Linked DNA regions of Sus scrofa: region 1 is linked to region 2. A link is a contact called in public HiChIP or PLAC-seq data. All regions are on one chromosome and are shown on one strand. The core of a region is the stretch at or near the end of the contact, and the rest is flanking DNA. Distances in the headings are between cores, read along the strand shown.

What was found. HiChIP or PLAC-seq counts read pairs in DNA pulled down with a chosen protein or histone mark.
Region 1: a contact with region 2 is called in an H3K27ac HiChIP or PLAC-seq map of alveolar macrophages. The contact joins the promoter of TJAP1 here to the promoter of ABCC10 in region 2. A contact is called at or near these places in 1 of 47 Hi-C or Micro-C datasets (blood) and 1 of 2 datasets of contacts at active chromatin or transcription factors (alveolar macrophages).

Annotation. Positions count from the first base shown.
Region 1 is chr7:38,473,375-38,477,329 of Sscrofa11.1, forward strand. TJAP1 (tight junction-associated protein 1) reads left to right here and starts at 1,807. Exons shown (of 10, transcript XM_021098776.1): 1 at 1,807-1,908; 2 at 2,421-2,522.
Region 2 is chr7:38,430,907-38,434,878 of Sscrofa11.1, forward strand. It overlaps ABCC10 (multidrug resistance-associated protein 7), which reads left to right and starts at 1,814. Exons shown (of 21, transcript XR_002345741.1): 1 at 1,814-2,132.

The DNA of each region.
Region 1 (3,955 bases), core at 557-3,056, 42 kb after region 2:
CCATCTGGCCAAAGAGGCCTGGGCTTGGCGTGGATATTGTCTTTTTTATTATTTTATTTTATTTTATTGCTTTAAGGGTCACACCCATGGCATATGGAGGTTCCCAGGCTAGGGGTTGAGCTGGAGCTGGAGCTGCTGGTCTACACCACAGCAACAGCAATGCCAGATCCGAACCACATCTTCAACCTACACCACAGCTCATGGCAGCGCTGTATGCTTAACGTACTGTGCGAGGCCAGGGATCAAACCTGAGTCCTCACGGATGCTAGTCAGATTAGTTTCCACTGAGCCACGATAGAAACTTCGGATATTGTCTTTAGATCTGGGTAAACTCCTCAGCCTCCAGCTCGTCCCATTTTCTCTACCTGAACTGGGGCTTTTCCAGGAGAGCTCTGCTCCCTGAGGACCCTGCTCCAGTTTCACCTGGCTCTCATCCTACTCCCTCCCTCACTGAGTCTGGCTTCTGTCTTTGCTCCCATTCCTGATGTGGCCAAGTCTGGCCTTGGGAACCTGTACCTTCCATGTATGCATTTCCCTATTTTACAGTATTTTCAACACCTTCTCCCCATCAATACATTCCAAAATCCTGGAGTTCCCCTTGTGGCTCAGCAGAATCCTGACTAGTATCCATGAAGACTCAATCCCTGGCCTCGTTCAGTGGGTTAAGTGTCCGGCATTGCCGTGAGCTGTTGTGTAGCTCACAGACGCAGCTAGGATCCCTCATTGCTGTGGCTGTGGTGTAGGCTAGCAGCTCCAGCTCTGATTCGACCCCTAGCCTGGGAACTTCCATATGCCAGAGGTGCAGCCCCAAAAAGAAAAAAAAAAAAATCCAGAATCCCTCTATTACTCATCTCTATGCTATTCATTCATTCAATAAACATTTATTGAGTACCTACCATGCATAGACGCTGGGGATAGAATAATGACTGAGAAAAAGTTCCAGATCTTTGGAGTCTGCATTACAGTGGGAGATGGTCAACAAAGAAAAATACAGTATGTCAGATAATGATAAGTACAATGAAAGAAAATATTAAAGCAGAGTAGGGGAGAGTGATTAGAGATGTTGTTTTAGATAGAGTGGCCAGGGAATGCTTCTCTGAGGTGGTAACATTTGAGCAGAGACACAAATGGGAGGAGATATCTGGAGGAAGCACATCGCAGACACAGGGAACAGCAAACTTAAAAGCCCTGAGGCGGAAGTATTCTTAGTGCAGAATGCTATGCTATTTATTTTTTAAGCATTTATTGTGTGTCAGGCACCTGCTGCAGACTATGAAGATGCAACCAGACATTATTTTTGCCCTGAAGGAGCAGCAGCTTAGTGAGAGACACAGCATGTAAATATATTACAGCATAGGATAGCTACAGTGAAGTTATGTGTAAGTGGCTAGAGGTACCTACCAAAAGGAGCACCAAATCCAATCTGGGGAAATGGAGAAGGCTTCCTGGAGGAGGTGACAATTTGAGTTGAAAGCTGAAGGAGGAGTAGAAATTCATAATGCCAGGGGCATTAAGGGACTGAAAACAGGACAGCTGGGATCCATAAATCTCTGCGGAGAGGTGGAAAATGAGGCTGATGAAGGGGCGAAGAAGCTGGATCTTGCCAATTTCTACGTGGCAAGCTGAGACGCTGTCTTTTATCCTTTGAGTGATGGGGAACCAGTGCTACAATTCTCTCACTGTATTTTTGTGCTGTTTTACCTCATTCTTTTTTTCGCTTTTGTCTTTTCAGTATCAAAATCTTTTCCTACCACCGGGCGCCCCACAGCCACAGCCGAGGCCACACCCCATGACCACGCCCCCGATGACGCGCGGCGCCTGGTGCGTGGGGATTCCCGCGGCCGTGGCCACTACCCAGCCTGCCCCGCGGCAAGATGGCGGCCTGAAGGCAGTGGGCAGCGGCAGAAAGTTTGTTTTGGGATTGGAGTAGATGGGCCGGGAGTCTAGAGTTGGGGGGTCGCGGGGACGCCAACATGGAGTTGGGGCGGAGGAGGGGCTAACTTCGGGGTTGAGAAGAGGAAATGGAGTGGTGAAAGGTTGGAGGCGGAGAGGAAAAAAAGGGGGATAAGGATGGAGGGGAGGGGGCCTAAATTCCAGTCGTAGCCTTGGGGGAGGGGATTCGAAGCGGAGAACCAGAAGTAGGTGTGCAGTCCGGACGAAGCAGAGTCACAGATTAGAGGGGAACTTCTTAGCAGAGAGTGAGAGTAAAAAGTCCGGAGCATGGGGCCGAGGCCCAACCGTACCAGGCCGGCAGGAGAGGAAAGGGGTCTTATCCATGGAGGAAGATAATAGCGAAGGGGGAACGAGAGACCTGAAGGATGCTGGGCAGGTTTGGTAAGGAGGAAATAAAGCCAGTCAGATGACCCTTTTCTAGACTTAGATCAGCCTTTCCACAGTTCTTATAGCAGCATGTGCCCCAGTTTCAGCTGAAGACTCAGGGGCCCCAGGGACTGGAAGAAATCACAGTGCCTACTTGGAAAGAAGAAGAGGTAGCGACTTGCCCCAGCTCAACCCCAGAGCGGGTAAGGTGGCCTCCGGTGACAGATTGGCATGCTCCCTGGGTGCAGGGTGCATGGGCTCCGAGTGATGCTGAAAATCATTTAATCTGAGAAGGGCACTTTTCCATAGAGGCTGCCCTTTGCCTGTGATCTCTAAGTTAGTGTTCTACTTAGATCTCATTTTTGAGAGTTGGGCGTAGAATTGAGCCTTGTATGCCTTTACCTGTGCAGGCAAATGTGGACAAGAGCCTAGAGATCAGGCTGAGAGTATTTTAACACATCCCTGTCACAAGCAGTTTCCTTCATGCTCACTGTATTTTCCTTGATCTCCCCGTCACATCTTCAGTTTGGTATTCTGCCTGAAGTGGAGATATGTGGGGGACAGATGGTGGGGAGTCATAAGAAAACAAATTTTTGATGGTGTTCACTAACCGTTTAGGAACTGGCTGTCACCAACTCATTCCTGAATTCACTCTTGCAGCATGCCCACCTCTTTTGGTCATTTCTTTTGGTAAGAAGGGCCCATTAGTGTTCTTTGGAGGTGTGGATTTGGTGGGTAGTGGGGTCAGAAGAGTGAGGAAGGCAGACTGGGTTTAGGGAGGGGAAACCCAGATGAGTGTATGATAAGAGGTTAAGGTAACCAGTGTAAGGTTCTGCGAATGTTTTTCACATCATTCTGTCCCTAAGACCCCTAGAATTTGAGAGCCGCTTTATAGCCTGGATCAGTTTGATGATGGAAGGAAAGCATTGTAGAACTTGCCCATTTCTCTTCTGGTAGCTTTCTTCTCTTCCTTTATTTTCTTCCTATCAAATCACCTTTTTTTTTTTTTTTTTTTTGGTCTTTCTTTTTTAGGGCATGTGGATGTTCCCAGGCTAGGGGTCTAATTGGAGCTGTAGCCACTGGCCTACGCCACAGCCACAGCCACAGCAACATGGGATCTGAGCCGTGTCTGCAACCTACACCACAGCTCACGGCAATGCCAGATCCTTAACCCACTGAGCGAGGCCAGGGATTGAACCCGCAGCCTCATGGTTCCTAGTCGGATTCATTAACCACTGCACCACGACCGGAACTCCTCAAACCACATTTTTACAAACATCAGTTTCACTAGCCAGACTAAGCATGGCTTGAGAGATAGTGGGCTTGGGGTTGGAGAGAAGAGAAGGAGTCTGGAACCGTAGAGTGAGCGTGGTCCTCACTTCCTTTGATGCCACGCGGATGGCCTAAGTCAGCGTTACGAGCATGCTGCTTATGCCTGTTTCAGGACTAGCATCTGTTCCATGATTGGGCTGGGAAGTCTCATTTGATCTAGGACTCCTTACTAAGCATCTTTTGCTCCCTACTCCCACCCCACCTCTTTCCCCAAAAGTCTTATTCCAGGCACACTAACCCAAATCACAGTCACTAGGCTAGCTTCAGTACCTTCAGGTATCTGAAGAAGTGATGTTATTTACCT
Region 2 (3,972 bases), core at 564-3,063:
TTCCCTGTTGCTGTGGCTCTGGGAACCCTAGCCTGGGAACCTCCATATGCCACGGGAGCAGCTCAAGGAAAAGACAAAAAAGAAAAAAAAAAGAGAGAGAAGCAAAGCCCAATTTACTCAGCCTCATAAGTCCCAGCTGTTCTCAGCCCAGGGGCCCATCCTACTCCAATCCCTTAATTATTAGGGGTGTGAAATGCACACCTGCATTTAACTTTGTAAAAATAGGACCATTCATTTCTGACATTAGAGATTCTAGGCCTCTTTTTGAGATTAAGTGGGATAATCAGAGTTATCTGTTGAACTACTTTTCTTTGGGCACTGCGCATTCTTTTTTTTTTTTTTTTTTGTCTTTTGTTGTTGTTGTTGCTATTTCTTGGGCCGCTCCCGCGGCATATGGAGGTTCCCAGGCTAGGGGTTGAATCGGAGCTGTAGCCACCGGCCTACGCCAGAGCCACAGCAACGCCGGATCGTTAACCCACTGAGCAAGGGCAGGGACCAAACCCGCAACCTCATGGTTCCTAGTCGGATTCGTTAACCACTGCGCCACGACGGGAACTCCGGCACTGCGCATTCTTAAGTGAGGTGTAAGCCAGTATCGTGTCCTTTAAGCAAATAATAAAACTAAGATGCAAAAGTAGGAGTTCCTGTTGTGGTTCAGTGGGTTAAGAACACAACATAGTGTCCATGAAGATGTAGATTCAATTCCTTGCTCATTGAGTTAAGGATCTTGCATTGCCACAAACTGTGGCTTAGGTCCAAGATGCAGCTCGGATCCAGCCTTGCTGCGGCTGTGGCGAAGGCCTGCAGCTGCCACTCCAATTTGACCCCAAGCCTGGGGAACTTCCATAAGCAGGTGCCGCTGTAAAAAGAAAAGAAAGGGGGAAAAAAGATGCAAAAGTAACTTGCCCAGGATCACACTGCTGAAAGTTGGCAGGGTCAGGAATCAAACTCGATCTGTTTTACTATAAAGCTTATGTTCTTCCACTGCTTACCAAAGAGATTTATTTATTGCAGGACAACTCTAAGCAAGGCACTTGCCCATAGGACTAATTATTCAACTCTCTCAACAGTACTTTGGTACGGTGTTATTCCCCCTTTTGTAAAGATAAAGAAACAGGTTCACAGAAGTTAGGTAACTTCCCTGAGGAAGTGTCCCCAGGTGGCGCATAGCTCTCACGTTTGGCTTCCCTTGCTGCAAGTTTTAAGAATTAGAAAGTGTGGGAGCTCCCCTTGTGAAGGAGAAACGAATACGACCCGTGTTCATGAGGATGCGGGGTTTGATGCCTGGCCTCCTTCAGTGGGTCAGGGATCCAGCGTTGCCTTAAGCTGTGGTGTAGGTCAAAGGCGGCTCTGATCCCGAGTTGCTGTGACTGTGGGTAGGCCGGCAGCTGTAGCTCGGCTTGGAACCCCTGTCCTTGGAACTTCCATTTGCCGCGGGTGCGGCCCTAAAATGCAAAAAAAAAAAAAAAAAAAAAAAAAAAAAATTAGAAAGCGCAATGCATGTGCCTGCTAGTAAACAGCAGACAGATGGGAGCAAGTATTCTACATTAGTGCACGGCTGACGCTGCATCAGAGCTGAGATGAATTCATCTGCAAAAGAGCAGCATAAGCGCGCCCAAACACCCTGGTGCAACCCACAGCTGCGGGCGAGTTTACCCAGGCCTTCGCAGACTGAGAGCGGTGCGCACGCGCACAGAAACCCTGCAAATGGAAGGCCCGAGAGGCGCCTGGGAGGTCATCCCGCCTCTAGAGGGTGCCAAGCGGGCCTGGCCAGGGTCCCCAAGCCGGGAGCCCGCTCTTTTGCTTCCACCGGGGACGCGCTGTCACTCTGGCTCCACCCCTGCTTCCTGATTAGCGTCCCGGCCCCCCGGGTGCCGGCTCTCCGCACTTAGCACTTGGGAATTCGGATTCTCTTTTCTAGGGAAAGCTTCTCCCTCTTCACCCTCGGCTTTCCCCGCAGGTGAGGCCTCCATGGAGCGGTTCCTGGCCCAGCTGTGCGGTACCAGCGCGCTGCAGCCGCTCCCAGTGTGGGAGGGGGACACCACCGGCCACTGCTTCACCCAGCTGGTGCTCAGCGCCCTGCCCCACGCGCTCCTCGCCGTGCTCAGTGCCTGCCACTGGGGCAACCCGAGGTGGGTAGAGAGGGATGCAAGACACCCGTCCATGTGTGCCTGCAGACCTCGCTCGAAACCCACGTTTCCGCGGCAGTGTAACCGAAATATGTCTGTGGGGTAGGGGCAAAAGAAGAATAAAATTTGGGCATCACCACTTTGCCACTCTGTTTTGGGTCAAGTTAACTATCTTCCCTGAGCCTCATAGCACTGTTGGAAGATTTAAATTACATAATGCGTTTAAGCATACAGTGCAGTGCCTGGCACATTTTTAAAGTCCCAATGCCATGTAGAAATCATGACTTCTGTAGATCTTCAGATGCCCAAACACAGTTGTCATGAATTGGAGGCAAAAGTGGGTGAGCAGTGTTTTGAAGCCAAAAAGATTAACATGTTCTGAAGTTGTTGGACCAGTTCCTTACCACTTCCGTCTACGAAACCTCATTGTTTCTAGGCTAAGAAAAGTATATGTATTCAAGTGGAAAAGATGTAATGGGTAGAAGAGAAGAGCAAAATCAGAACCTTAATCCTTCCTGAACTGGGGGCTATAATTTGCAGGTGCTAAACTCACCTTGATTTTATACTAATTCCTATATGGCTAGTTATGGCTAAATGTCATCTTAAGCTCTGGCTTCTGACAAGGCAGGAGGAAAGTCTAGTCTGTCTTTGGGAGTCTCTAGTCTAATGGACAGAATGTGACCCTCTCTAAGGTGATGTGGTATAGGATGGAAGCTGTAGCTCCCATTCGACCCCTGGCCTGGGAACTTCCATATGCCAAGGGTGTGGCCCTAAAAAGCAAAAACAAGGCAAAACAAAAACAAAGGAACAAAACTGACATAGTCCTTTGGGAACTCACAGTGTAAGGAGAAAACAAGAAGGTCCATCCTGTAATCCATAGAAGTTGTGGTTTTCTCGGAGTTCCCGTCGTGGCGCAGTGGTTAACGAATCCGACTAGGAACCATGAGGTTGTGGGTTCGGTCCCTGCCCTTGCTCAGTGGGTTAACGATCCGGCGTTGCCGCGAGCTGTGGTGTAGGTTGCAGACGCGGCTCGGATCCCGCGTTGCTGTGGCTCTGGCGTAGGCGGGTGGCTACAGCTCCGATTCAACCCCTAGCCTGGGAACCTCCATATGCCGCGGGAGCGGCCCAAGAAATAGCAACAACAACAACAAAAGACAAAAGACAAAAAAAAAAAAAAAGAAATTGTGGTTATCTCACTTCACTTGACAGACTTTTGCAAGTTGCTGAAGAGGGTTAGAGAGATTCACAATCTCAGACAGGAAAGAACCTCAGAGGGCATTGGATCCAGACTCCTCACTGCTCACTGTGCTGATGAGGAAAATGAGATGCAGAGAGGGAAAGAGGCTTGCCCAAGTTTCTAAGGCTGGTTTATGCCAGCTTGGAACCAGGGTACCAACCTCCAAGGGCTCGCAATGTTCTTTCTTCCATCCCCACATCTTAGGAAATAGAATTTTTTTTTTCCTTTTTATAGCTGTACCTGTAGTATATGGATGTTCCTGAGCTAAGGGTTGAATCAGAGCTGCGGCTGCCGGCCTATACCACAGCAACACCGGATCTGAGCCACATCTGTGACCTATGCTGCACCTTGCGGCAACGCCAGATCCTTAATCCACTGAGCGAGGCCAGGGATCAAACCCACATCTTCATGGACATTATGTGAGTTCTTAACCCGCTGAGCCACAATGGGAATTCCAGAAAACAGAATTATTAAAGGTTGACTTTTACCCAAATATAAACTCTTCCATATAACTGTGACTGGTGGATTTTTTTAAAGAAATCCCAAAACATTTTAATCTACAGTTAATTCTCATCCCTTAGTAGTTGTCTGTAGGAACATTCAGGG